3 separate regions of the Triticum aestivum genome follow, and all the other regions are linked to region 3. A link is a contact called in public Hi-C data. All regions are on one chromosome and are shown on one strand. Each heading gives the region's core, a stretch centred on a gene start, on an enhancer-like site or on the middle of the called end of the contact. The rest is flanking DNA. Distances are from core to core; before and after follow the strand shown.

What was found. A called contact is a pair of places that touch in the nucleus more often than the background predicts.
Region 1: a contact with region 3 is called in a Hi-C map of leaf, with 4 times the contacts expected there. The contact joins the promoter of LOC123097695 here to the promoter of LOC123097693 in region 3. A contact is called at or near these places in 2 of 5 Hi-C or Micro-C datasets (both in leaf).
Region 2: a contact with region 3 is called in a Hi-C map of leaf, with 4 times the contacts expected there. The contact joins the promoter of LOC123097689 here to the promoter of LOC123097693 in region 3. A contact is called at or near these places in 2 of 5 Hi-C or Micro-C datasets (both in leaf) and 1 of 1 datasets of contacts at active chromatin or transcription factors (leaf).

Annotation. Positions count from the first base shown.
Region 1 is chr4D:324,586,515-324,591,183 of IWGSC CS RefSeq v2.1, reverse strand. It overlaps LOC123097695, which reads right to left and starts at 2,651. Exons shown (of 7, transcript XM_044519508.1): 1 at 2,571-2,651; 2 at 2,314-2,398; 3 at 401-460; 4 at 240-287; 5 at 81-137. The coding sequence starts at 2,364.
Region 2 is chr4D:324,147,588-324,151,934 of IWGSC CS RefSeq v2.1, reverse strand. It overlaps LOC123097689, which reads right to left and starts at 3,026. Exons shown (of 5, transcript XR_006447412.1): 1 at 2,591-3,026; 2 at 2,222-2,289; 3 at 626-1,732.
Region 3 is chr4D:324,367,552-324,372,018 of IWGSC CS RefSeq v2.1, reverse strand. It overlaps LOC123097693 (acetate--CoA ligase CCL3), which reads right to left and starts at 2,647. Exons shown (of 3, transcript XM_044519506.1): 1 at 2,177-2,647. The coding sequence starts at 2,530. It overlaps LOC123097694 (acetate--CoA ligase CCL3), which reads right to left. Exons shown (of 3, transcript XM_044519507.1): 3 at 3,194-4,378. The coding sequence ends at 3,482.

The DNA of each region.
Region 1 (4,669 bases), core at 1,402-3,901, 220 kb before region 3:
CAAGCAGGAAAAAATAGCATCAGTTGACCTGACTGACAGTATCGTTTAGCTGGGCTGAAGCTTCCCGCTGTTGTACTGACCTTGAGCTTGGGCTTGAGCGATTCGACCGCAGCCGTTGAGCTGCTGTTTGCAGCTTGCTGGAGAAAATGGCAGGAGATCGATTAAGCATGCATGGTGAGATGCAGTTCTGAATGAAGATATGTCATGGCTGAATAAGTTGTTGTGTTATGTTGTCTGACCTTGCCAAGGACCCAATCTGCGGAGTCGAAGTAGGCACGCTCATGGTCCTGCATTATTAGCATGCAACCAGACCAAATCAAGGAAACGTCTTCTTCTAGAGACCCATAGATATTTCATGCGCTGCTCGACAGTGCTTATTTCTGGCTGCTAGCGCTGTTACCTTTGATATGAGAGGCTTCTTGGGCGCCATCCCGCCAAACTTCTTCTCTATGCCGCACGCCTGAAGAAGAACAAGACACTGTATCAGTATCAGAAGAAAATAAATATACGAGACGGAGCAGAGACAGGGCCTCCGCCAAACGCGAGGGAGAAAGCTACGGGATCAGGTTCCAAAGCTCCCTGCAGGCCTGGACGGACGGAAGAAAGATGCATGCATGTACGCACGCACGCTTATCCGTCTGCTCAGTGTACATTACACAGACAGACAATTATCCCTGTTGAGATATATTGCCCACCTTCCTCTATCAGTTCGGACTTTTGGATGAGTTGGCTGATGCATGAATTTAATATGGTATCAGAGCCAAGAGGTCTTGAGTTTAAGACCCTACCAATGCAGTATTAAATAAGACGCTTCGCCTATATCGATCCCAGCCTAGACGAGAGGGGGATCAATCGGCTCGGCTGCCTTTCCGATCGCCGAAACCGACGGACGGCCGAAAGATTTGGCCAAAAGCGGGAGCGTTCACGAACCCCCCTTTTCGCGGCCACTGGACACGAGGGAGCCAAACCAGCAACAAAATCATGGCGATCGACGTGGTTGCCCCTGATCCACGAGAAGGCACTAAAAACATGTGAGCGATCTAGCGATGGCGATCCCCTAACAAAGCCCACGAAAGCGACGCAAGGCTCCGACTCCGATCGATCCTGAGACCGGAGGGCTCGCTGCCGCCGTGTCGACTTCTTGGCGCCGTGGTGAACTGCTGCTGACATGGGAAGGTACCACACCACAGGTGTTTGTTCGTTCGTGCTGTACTAGTAGTACGTTGCTAGCTCATGCGGCTGCAGCTGGTTGCAGCCTGCAGAGGTGACGCGGGCGGGTCAGGTGAGAGATTCTTGCTTGGGCAGTGCCAGTGTGGCGGCCAGTGAAAGTGTGACAGCAGCAGCGTGCGCAGACAAGCGGCAGCCCGTCAGCCATCATGGACGCACACGCACATCACCTTTGTTTCCTTCGGAGCCTTTTGATCGCTCAATAGATTGTTGAGTCGCACGCAGACATCAGACTGCGTAGAGTTTAGCCTTCCTGCCCTTCATTAGTTGCTTCTAGGTACGGTACGTCGTTAGCAAATGTTGGTGCGCGTGGTGTCAGTAGGAGCAATCTGCCATGGCTGCACGTAACCGATGGTGCAGAATCCGTCTTTAATAGATTAGGACATTGCTGGTTTGCTAAGTAGGTGCTGAGGATAAGAGCGTCTTCTTCATTAAGGTGCGCGAGCGCGTTGGGTAATGCTCTCTAGGAACTTGCTCTGAATGGTTAAAACGGCAATTTTGCGGATTAAAACCGCTTCTAGTACTCAAGTTCCAAATTAAGATGCACCCAAATACTGTAACACTTCAGTTTCAGAGAACTGACAAAAGTTAGACATTTTATTTACTGGCTAGCGAAGCACTACAGGCAATCAAACAGAAAAAGGAGAAATGACATGGCCAGTGACACGCTCATGGGAGAACAGAGATAATTGACGAGCTTACTCTGCATATTTGTGTGAGAAAGGTAGGGTGGACAGGGACAGGGCACAGGGTAATACTGACTGAGAACAGCTTCCTAAGCAAGCCCTGTTTCCCCAAGTTGGGTTAGTTGGAACTCCCAAGCTTTCTCTGTTATGCATCAATGGCGTTCATGTACAGCTAATATCTGAACGTATTACTCACTCCACCCATCTCTCTACCAAGTTATACTAACCAACTACGACTCTACGAGTCTCCCATAATTCAGAAGGCTCAGCCAAGGAAACCATTGCAATCAAGTCGCGGGGATGTCGGAGACTACCGACAGAAGAACTTGAAAATTGTAATCATCGATCATGCATCAGTGTTCCGCCGGCAGACAATACACAGAGGCTATGGGGAGCTTACCTCTTCATCCATGGAAACCGATGATGTCTTGGCTTCACCGCAGCCCGCCATCCCCCGCTCCTCTTCCTTCTCCTCCCTCGCCGCTCTGCAAAATAAACGGCAAGCGTGTTGAAGATTCAGTGCTTGGCTACGACCAAAATAAACGGCAAGATGGAGATGGCGAGAAGCTTTGGCATGAAGATCGGGAGGAAAATGTCGTGAAATGAAATCGGCGAGAAGCGTGTTGGGTAGTTGAGACTTGAGAGGGGAGGAAAAACCTTGCGTAGCCTGTGTCTGTGTGGGTGGGAAGAAGAGGAGGAGGAGGAGGCGGCAAGAAGAGAGAAGTCAAGTGCGAGCGGAGAGGGGTGAGGCGATATATATAGAGGTCGCACGCGTGAGAACCATAAAGACCCGGTGCACAACGCAACGGGCATCACATACATGCCTACCGCATGCTGCAAAATGCATGACTCTCATCTCGTTTAACTAGTCTGAGAGAGCATCCTCTCTGCTCTGACACACTCTCAATTTAACGGCTACCTGTTGTACATACTGCAGTGTATAGCAATGCTCATGTTTTAGTTAGACTTTTTTTCCCGGGAATTAGTTAGACATATATTGTTTTTATTTTCTTTAAAATATAAGTACTTATTTCATGATATATTTATTTTTCTTTGCTCGCTGCATGGCATGACCTCAATTTATGCTGGCGCTGCGTACTGTTCGTGTGATGCCTGTGTTGCTCCTACTGATTTTGCGCCTGTTTTCCAACCATAAAAGGCCGCGCTTTATACATGCAGCTAAACAGTAGCGTGTAGCTAGGGTTTGTTAAAAACAATAATAGTGGTTTGGCGAGAAACACGTGAGGTCAAGCCAAATCCAATCAATGTGACAAGAAGATGTGAGCGGGACACGTCGTGCAAAATCTTGGTGTGTGTCAGGTGGGTCTAATTAGCGGACAGGAATAAGTCACCCCGGCGTCCCACAAAGTTTCTAGATATTAGTAGTGCCCTATGGTGCCCGCCAAAAAAAAAAGTAACGCCATATGGAACTACATAATTCGTTTGTTTGAAACGCACACCATACATTGGCAAGACACACTTCTAATCTGAATAGGAATGAAATTGGATGGGTAGAAAGTCCGATTGTTGCTCCCGAAACAACCCGGATCAAGCCCATGTGTTGTGTGCAGGAGGCGGCTCAGGCGAGCACCCGGGCAGCACCGCCGCCGCCCCCTCCTGCCGGCGCCGGCAAACTTTGCCTGAGCAAAGTTCATCGGTGATTCGCGGTGGCAGGAATTCCTCTTTCATGTGGGGCGTTGGGATATGTCAGTCCAGCGAGGCATGGTGTCGCTCAAACGACAGAGTGGCCTAGGCCATCGGCGGACTCTTCTTCCAGGGAGGCGGTGACTTCCAGGTGGCACGACTTCGGGTGTGCTTTATGGCGTCTCCCAAATGACGGTGGTTGGGACGCACGACGGCAGGGCTCCGGTCAGGACACGCGGCACTTGTCGGGGTTACGATCCTGACAATGAGTACTAGGGGTACGAATAAGGGGCATAACCTAGCTACAACGCAGGTGTAACGCTCGGTGTTTAACGAGTTCAGGCCCCTCTCGGCGGAGGTAAAAGCCCTACGTCTCGTGCCCTGGGGCTTGCTTTGATTTGATGGGTATGGTTACGAAGATTGCTCGTGCCCGGCCATGGAGGGGGGTGCGGCTTATATAGAGTGCGCTGCAGCCCACGTCCTCCATGTCGTTTGGGCATTTAATGACACTGAATAGGTCAGTTACTAGTATAATGAGCCTCTACTACGACAGTTACAGGTAACGGTAGCTATGACTCTATTTAGTGGACGACTTAGGATCCCTCAACCATTGCAGCTCCCACAACGCCCTCCTACCTTCTATGTCCAAGTGGTGGTCCATTAGCCGGGTGGTGTGTGATCATCCGAGTGTCGTCGAGTCGTCCGAGTGGACATCCCAATGTAAGTATCCGAATGCTGGCATGGTCCAGGGACCTGCCTATTGTGATGATGGGCCTCATGTAGGTCCCGAATGATGGACCCTTGACCCTACCTGTGATAGGTGACCACATCAGCATTGACCCGGTGGATGTGCACCTCGTGATCTAGCGATGGTGATCTGCCTTTCGTGCACCTATTCTGGTCATATTGGCCCCTCGGTTTACGGGCCTGGGCAGAGCTCTCTCCTGCGAGGTGGTAATCTGCAGTGATGTGCTCCGTCTTTGGTGTTCCCACGGCGACGACCTCACTACAGTTTGTGGTGGCTACCAAAAGGCCTTCGTGAGGGCTCCTCGCTCGAGATCCGGTGGTTGGCTTTAGCAATGAGATGCAAACTATGGATGGCGGCTAGACGT
Region 2 (4,347 bases), core at 1,777-4,276, 220 kb after region 3:
AGCCATAAATCACAAGTTCTAGGCAAAGAAAGAGAATTCCTATAAAGCAAGTATCAAAACATTGCTCCCTTCAAGATGCTGCAAACAAAAAACTATAGTTTTGAATATGACAACAGATCATCACTTCAGTTAAACATAACAATGAGAAAAAAACACCATTTGCCTTTCATATACACCATTGTTATCATTTCCCTTAACAAACTCCCAATACCTTTAAGGATAAAAGGAGGCATCATATACACACATGATGGTCTATTAGATAGTACATTTGAAGTCTGGTAACATTGAAGTAAACTGGAAGCAGATCTCAACAAAAGGAAATCAAAGAAAGTGATTAGAGAATCATCAAGCAGAACCTCTGAATATAGGCAAGAGGAAAATAAATTTCACTTTGAGTAAGGCATTACAACAAAGAAGTACTGGGCAACGGGCACACAACAGCCACCTTCACCCAAGCTTAATCTATCTCAGCAAAAGAAATTACATCCTAGGGAAAAGAACAAAATCAATAACTGAGACAGGGATGTATCTGTGTAATAATCCCTGGGCGTTGTGCGGGCACATCATGCAATCGCAAGGAAGATCCACCATCAAGCCAGAATAGGAGACAGAAGAATGAGCTCACAGGGGACAATACCGTGCTCCTTTGGAAAGCGCGGACCCGGACCTCGAGGACCAGGAGCGGTGGTCGTCTTCCTCTACCTCGACTGGCGTCCCCTGATCTGACAGCAGTACTGCCAGGCAGTCGAGCGCCGACCGCTTGTGCCTAGTGGGCCACACTCACGTGTGGACGAATGCTTCGTGGCTTGTTGGTTAAATGAATTGGTACGGCAGTACACCTCACATGTTCCTGGTTTGTTAGAATACATCCTCCCCGTTCATAAAAAAACATTATGCCTCGATCGGAGAATAATCAACAAAAGTACACATCAAACATGTGAAAGGTTCCCAGGAATAAGGAAGCTTCAACAATCATGACATCTGCTCAACCAAGAAAGTCTCCTTATCTAAAATAAGATTTAGAATGAAGACATAACACAAGATAGATCAGACTCCCTTTTAGACAACACGAGCATAAAAGGACAGACTGTAAATACGACCATATAAGAAATGAAATAGTGGAGGTGGTATTATAAAATTGAAAAGGGAGGATGTATTTCCAAAGAAGGAAAAAAATCCTGATTCACTACCTGACCTAGGAAACATTGAACGCCAAAGATATAAATTATATTGAAAAATATTTAGAAAAGAAGCAGAATATGGGTCATACTGATTAGTAAGATTGTAAAATGTTGTTGTTGCAAAATAAGTGTCACACATCCTATATACCTAAGAAGTTCACCCCCACTATCTGATTTATCTTAACATGCAAGCTGTCCACGTCAGCATGATGCAACGTCACAAATCAGTTTCCAAACAGCAACCAGTCGGTCTTTTTTTCATGCGAGATGCATTATTCTTCTGGCATACGAGAAGGCCCGCCTGCCAATGGCGTATGTCTTCCAGCCCTTCACGATTCCCATCTTCTTCCCTTCTCCCCGCAATCAATTTCCCCACAAGGAACGCACATAAAACGGATGGGGGATGCGAGCGATCTTCTGCCTTCACCACCCAAAGGACTTTATTTTTCCCTTCGCCCCCATCTTCTTCATCCATCAGCACCACCATAGCTGGGTGTCCGCGCTCCTTCGCCTCCATCCTTGGCGCCCGACTCCTTCCGCTACCACATGTGCTGGAAGGGACAAATTGGAGCCGTCACAGCTCCGCCATGGATAATCTATATCCCTCAACGGGTACATTAGTTCTAATGAATAGCACTACTTTTAGCATAGGCTGCAGCTTCGGAGATGCTCATTGTCACAAATACTAATTGCATCTATATAGAAGCATTGAGATCTCAAAGACTAATTAGTTCGGACCTCAAAGTCAAAAAAGCATAACACTTATAAAATTGTAATCCCTAGAAATAAAATAATCACCTCTAGTATTTAGTAACACATATAAGAGATAAAGTTCAGTCGGTTTTGTCATTTTAACGGAACAATTGGTGAGCATCCCTGAGCTATCATATAACTGAAAAAGAAGCAATGGAGCTACAGAAACCGACACATCTGAGAAGAAGTAGCAGTCCATCGTATGGCAGAAGGGAAATACCATCATATGTAATCGCAGATCTGAAAGATGCAAAGTAGCCGAAAAAATGGATGTACAGAAGCTGAACCTGCTCCTGGGATGATGACTCACAGTCACAGCAACCTGAACCTGGTGGGTGTGTGTGCTTTTATCAACCTGCAAAGAAATTATACCACAAAAATTATCCCTTGTGACTAAAAGAAGGATGATGTAGCTAGCCACAGCATCCCTTCAGATTGTCTATCTCTCTCAAATTCCTCTCTCTTTTCTCCAAAATTAGATGCGATCGAAAATGCAAAGAAACAAAACAAAGCTCTTCATGTTGCCTATTTCTCTCAAATCCCTCTCTTTTCCCCAAAATTAGACTCGGTCGAGAAGTGAAGAAAATAACTTTTGTGCAGTATTTATATATATACCCAGGGGAGAAAAATTATGGAAGCAAATTAGAGGAACTTACATGATTTTTTCTTCTGCATCTTTCATGGTTGACGCACCATGGACATCCGATTCGCCAGCACTGCCGCCTGTTGTGGCTGCTGCTCGCGTTTGCCAGCACTGCGCCTGCTGCGGCTGCCTCTTCCCTCATCCCCGTCGGCTCGACGACCCAAATATGGGACGAGGTAAGGAGAGGTGGCGTCTCTATCATCCCGTGCCAGCGTCGGCGCTTGTGTCCGCCTCTATCTCTCCTGCTCCAGATCGGAATCTGGGAGGAAAAGAGGAGAGGTGGTGGCCCAGATGCGTTGCGTCTGAATCCATGGGCTGAGGAGATGCGACGGCCAGCAAGAGAGCGCGTTGGAGAAGGTGGAGATGAGCGGCGCGGGAGGCCTTGGCGGCGGCGAGCGAGAGGGCGGCGAGGAGGGGGCGAGAGTAAGGGGTGTTTGTTTCCAAGGACTTTTTTGTGCAGGGACTAAAAAAGTCCCTCTTAAATACTTTTTTACCAAACGGGAGGGACTTTTTAGGACTAAATTAGGCATTTGAGACTAAATGAAGAAGACTCTCAAGGAGAGTCTTTTTGGAACTTTTTGAGACTTTTCCAACAATGCCCCTCCATGCACTCATTGGCCCGCCACCCCATGGTGTTGTTTGATTGTTATTTTTCTATATACTAGGGGCAACATGGTCATTTAATAACCTCTAGGAAGGGACTAGGGACTTTTTAGTCTTTGGAAACAAACAGGGAGGGACTTTTTAGGGACTAGGGACTTTTTAGTTGGGACTAAAAAAATCCTAGGACTAGAGAACCAAACACCGCCTAAAGAGAATCGGCGGCGTGGGAAGGAGAGGAGGAAGAGAACGAGGACAGGATGGAAGCTGTGTTGCTTTTCCTTTTACCGTTGGTCGCTGTATACTTCCCTTACGCAGAACTGGAGGAAAATCACTCTATTCCTTTGACCCCACACGTAATCAGCCCCACTCATCAGCGACTCCTGAAGCAACTATTGACGTGAAAATAAACCAACGGTTGACCTGGTGCCAGCAGCCAAAATAGAGAAACAGTAAAAAGATCGTTCGGTCCCTGAGGCTTACCTCGTGCGGTTGCGGTAGAACGGCGGGTAGGCTAGGAGCGTTTATATGTTGAATCGGCGGCACATCGCCCGCTGTCGACACGCCCTCAGTTGCGGCAGGCCGCCAGTGTCGACACTCCGTGTACCTGGTTTTCGGACGACATGGGACACGTCGCGTGGATGTGTGTGTGTGTTCTAGGACTCGGTCGGAACGGGCTATGTTGCGCCAGAGCTATATCTCGCAAGAGCAACTAATCGAGGAGATTGCCTAGAAAAAACTAATCGAGGAGCGCTTCTACGGAAGCCTACCCAGGGTGATTTGAGGTGGCGCCATACTCTCAACCGCCGTCACGTGTCGCGCTCTAAACGCTCTCTTCAGATTTTATTTTTTATTTATTTTTCGCACGTGTTTTCGGATTTTAAAATATATTTTTCTTTTCGGTTTTTCATCGGTCTTTCTTTGCTTTTCGATAAAAAAATTCAAAAAAAAAAATGTGACAGGCACGGCTTTTCAATTATCCATCGTTTTTATTACTTCTGTAAGAGGCCGCACCTCTCGAAAACCAAAAAGTAAGTTTTTTTCCGGAAGAGGTACGGCCGTGCCTCTCGTAAAGGAAAAAAATGCTCTCGCTGTGGCTTTTTCATCCATTATTTTCATGAAAAAAGCTCGTCGAAGCCTATCAAATGGGTTCTAGTTTTAAAAACCTCG
Region 3 (4,467 bases), core at 1,398-3,897:
AGAGAAGATCTACAACCTATTATTGATAGGATAATTAGAAACATCTCTGGCTGGATGGTAGGACTCTGTCCTACAGGGGCAAATTAATTTTACTATGTGCCTGCATTGTGAGCATCCCTGCATACCTAATGGCAATTATTAAATTTCCAAAATGGGCGATAAATGTAATCAACTACCAGATGGCCCACTTCTTTGGGGGGGAATATAGGTGATAATCATAGATATCACCTTGCCAACTGGGAATTGGTGTCCAGAAGGAATGATTTTGGTGAACTGGGTGTTCCAAATATTAGAGATTTTAATATGGCTCTTCTAGCCTCTTGCCGGAAAAGATATTTTGACAGTGAGGGGAGGAATTGGAGAATTCTGATTGATCATTAGTACAACACAGAAAACCCTAATGTATTGGCCTAGAAATGGGGTTGGATCTCCATTCTGGAAAGGCATTACCTGGGCTTTAAGTGCCTCTAACACATTTTACAAATGGAATGTGGGGAATGGGAAAAGTGTTAGCTTCTGGCATGGCACATGGCTGGGGGATTGTTCCCTTAAAGTTAAATATTGGCCTCTGTTTGAAATTTGTAACCAACCTCTCTGCTCACTAGCCCAAGCCTGGGATGGTGCAAACTTGAAACAAACTGGTTGTACAGAAACATGGAAATGTTGAAATACATTGTCCACCCTTCTCCATCAGTTCGGACTTTTGGATGAACTGGCTGCTGTATGCCATTCATTCAATAGAAACGATAACAGCATGTGGATACAGCAATACGTGAAACAATATCCTTTACAACTTCATTTTGAGAAGTATGCCACTCCATTTCTGTATTCATGTGAACCATCAAATCTCAGCATGTGTTTGTTTAATTGAAATGCACAAGACATGTGTGTTGAAAGGAGAAGCTTTTAACATGCCTTCCTATCATACGAGAAGTTGAGGGCTGAAGAAGCGCAACATTCACCCACCCATCTATTAATAGTCTATCAAATGATGGGACCTCATATCTGTTACAAGAAATCCAGGAGCTGAAAGCTCATTTATGACCACAAATAGCTACGTATATAACCTTTTGAAGGTAGCATAAGGGAATAACGAGAATATATATATTTCTGACTCTCCGAAAATAACGTTTTACCGCTCAAGGCAAGTTTGAATGATCAAATGGAAAGTTTCTATGTTATGTTTTTTGGAATAAAATTTTGAAGGTAGCGTAAGTGAATAACGAGATGCTATCTATTCCTGACTCTCCGTAAATAACATTTTACCGCTCAAGACAAGTTTGAACTTTGAATGATTGAATGGAAAGTTTCTATGTTTTTTGTCCGGATAGAATGCGTATAGCCAGGTCCTTACACTTGTGTGAACTTGAATCTAAACATTTCAGTCGATTATTTGTAAGTAGAGATGGTATGACACCTGAGCTAAATCCCAATTGAAATTTACCATGCGCTCAAAATTGAAATCAACGAGGAACTGTTATATGGAATTCAAACATTTGCTGAAAGTTTTACAAGATCTGGTCAATCTGATTAAGCAACTACATGGTCAAACATTGGGTTCAATAGGATTAAAGTGTCATAGGGTCACTGGTTGATAATCAAAACTGTTTCGGGTCTCTACTGACACAGTCAGAAAATAACGTTTTACCTCTCAGGGCAAGTTGAATGACCAAATGGAAAGTTTCTATGTTTTGTTTTTTCGAATAGAGTGCGGTATAGCCAGGTCCTTACACTTGTGCGAACTTGAATCTACACATTTCAGTCTATTATTTGTAAGCAGATATGGTACGACACTTGAGCTAAATACCAACTGAATTTTATCATGTGCTTACGAGTGAAATCAACGGGGAACTGTTATATGTAATTCGAATATTTGGTGAAAAAATTGCAATATTTGATCGATCTTACTAAGCAACCACATGGTCAAACTTTGGATTCTGTAGGGTTAAAGTGTCACAGGATCATTGTTTGACAATCAAAATAACTTCGCGTCTCTACTGACACACGTATACAAGTTCGTAGGACCTGATGTGTGAAGTTGATAGGACACGAGCGTGCAAGTCTAGGGAGGTACGGCCTATGGCACAGTTCCCTCAGAACACACCGGACCAGAGGCACACCTAGAGGAAGGGGGGAGAGGGGAGAAATGGAGGAGAAGGGAGATGGCATCCCGTACCGTGCTCCCGTGGGCGACGGAGCGGCGGGCGAGGGCGGAGGCGAGGCGGCGGCAGCGGCGGTAGGTGTCGGCCCAGGTGTAGCGCAGGGCGCCGTGCACGAGGGACGCGCGGGCCGGGTGCGCCAGCGCGGCGCGCTCGAGGAACCAGAGCGGCGTGAGCGCCGTGTAGTTGGCCGCGTTCCGCGGCAGGTCGTCGACGTCCCTCTCCGCCGCCATTTCTCCCCAACGCCGCGGCCGGCTGCCCCCGCCTCTCTCTCTCCCCTGAGTGGGTCGCTCGTGTGACTTTGACTTGGCACGGTATCGCCGATCAAATGGGGGCGCTGCGCCCGGCTTGGCTTGCGTTATATATGCCATGCCGATGCCGGTGGGGCGATCGTGGAGAGGGGGGTGAGGAGCGGGTGGTGGGGATCCGCCGCCACGGCTCGTGGCGCGGCAGCCGGCCGGGGTGGGTGGGTGGCGTTCCGTTGTTAGTTTATCGGCGACGCCCGTCCGTCCGGTTCCGGTGTAATGTATGGTCCCGTTGCGAGCGGGGAGATCCTGCGACGTCGACTGGCGCATTCGCCGCTCTGTACCGTAGCGGGGCAGTCTCCATGCGCCGCGCTTGTACAGTAGCGGGAAAGGTCTTGGATTGGACGTGCACGAAATGAAGCTCGCGTCTGTCGTTGCCGGGACCTGGCCATTGGTTTTCCCGGTCACACGATCCTTGCCTCGGTACCAAGGACGAGAAAAACTGAGGGCAACGATGCCGGACCGGAGGTTTTCCCGGTCGTTTCCAACGATGCCCGCGGCGAACGATTCGCGTCCAAACAAATCGAAGCTTCTGCAGCAACCTTTTTGCAGTCAGTAGCAGTGTCGATTGTCAAAAAAAAAAACTTAGGCTTCCACTCTGTCAAGCCACGATGCTAAGAAAATATTGATAGTCATAACACACGATGATTCAAATCGATACGGTTTCTAAGAAAATGATGCGCTTGGTGGGACGAAGTCAGGGCAAAAAGGTGATCTGCACGCTCAAGCGACCACAACAACCGCCTCCATTTGGTTATGCACTATCACACAAGACTAGAAGAGGCTACACAGCGTAAGCCATGAGGGCTTTATCTGAACAACAAAACACAGCGGAACACAGAAGCAGAGTTCGTGTTCTATCTCCCTCTTGTACGTATTTTCTTGAAAGAAAACGAGTGCTTGAATTTCTTATAAAGACAAGCCTTCACTTGGGAATTTACCCAGAGCATAACCTTTATTCACGATGGCGCTATCGTCCACAGTCCACTACACGTATGTGTATCTCAGCATTGGAGCTCACATCCTGCTCTTCTTCACAGGGCCAAGCTCCTTGGCCTTGGCCCTCAGCTCGTGCTTCTTGATCTTCCCCGTCGCCGTCTTGGGCAACGGCCCGAAGACGACCGACTTGGGGACCCAGTAGGCCGGCATCCTTTCCCGGCAGAACCTCATGATGTCGTTCGCCAGCGCCGCCTCGTCGGAGCCACCGGCCCCTTCCTTGAGGGTAACGAAGGCACAGGGCGACTCCCCCCACCGCTCGTCGGCCCTGGCGACCACCGAGGCCTCCAGGACCGCCGGGTGCATGTACACCACCTTCTCCACCTCCAGGGTGCTGATGTTCTCCCCGCCGGAGATGATGATGTCCTTCATCCGGTCCTTGACTTCGACGTAACCGTCGGGGTGCTTCACGCCGAGGTCGCCGGAGTGGTACCAGCCGTGCGCGAACGCCTCGGCGTTCGCCTTGGGGTTCTTCAGGTAGCCCTTCATCACGGCGTTGCCCCTCATCACGATCTCCCCGTAGGACTTGCCATCGGCCGGGACGGGGACCATTGTCTTGGGATCAACCACGTCCAGGCCTTCCAGTGCGGTGTACCTGATGCCCTGCCGGCAGTGCAGACGGGAGCGCTCCTCCAGCGGCAGGTCGTCCCACTCGGGCTTCCACGCGCACACCGTCGACGGGCCATAGGTCTCAGACAGGCCGTAAGTGTGGGTGACACGGAAACCGCGGATAGAGAGCGCCGCAAGAAGCGATGGTGTCGGGGCGGCTCCGGCCACCATGACATTGACCACACGGGGGAGTGGCAGGAAGGTCTCGCTTGCAGGAGCGTTTATGAGATTGTTCATGACGACCGGCGCAGCGCAGAAATGTGTCACTCCTTGTTTTGCAATACCAGTGTATATAGCCTTTGTGCTCACCTGCACAAGCACAATGAATGGGTCTTGAGAATCAAATTTGACACATAGCATCAGATGAATGAATGTATTGCACAGTTGTTTTATCTTGT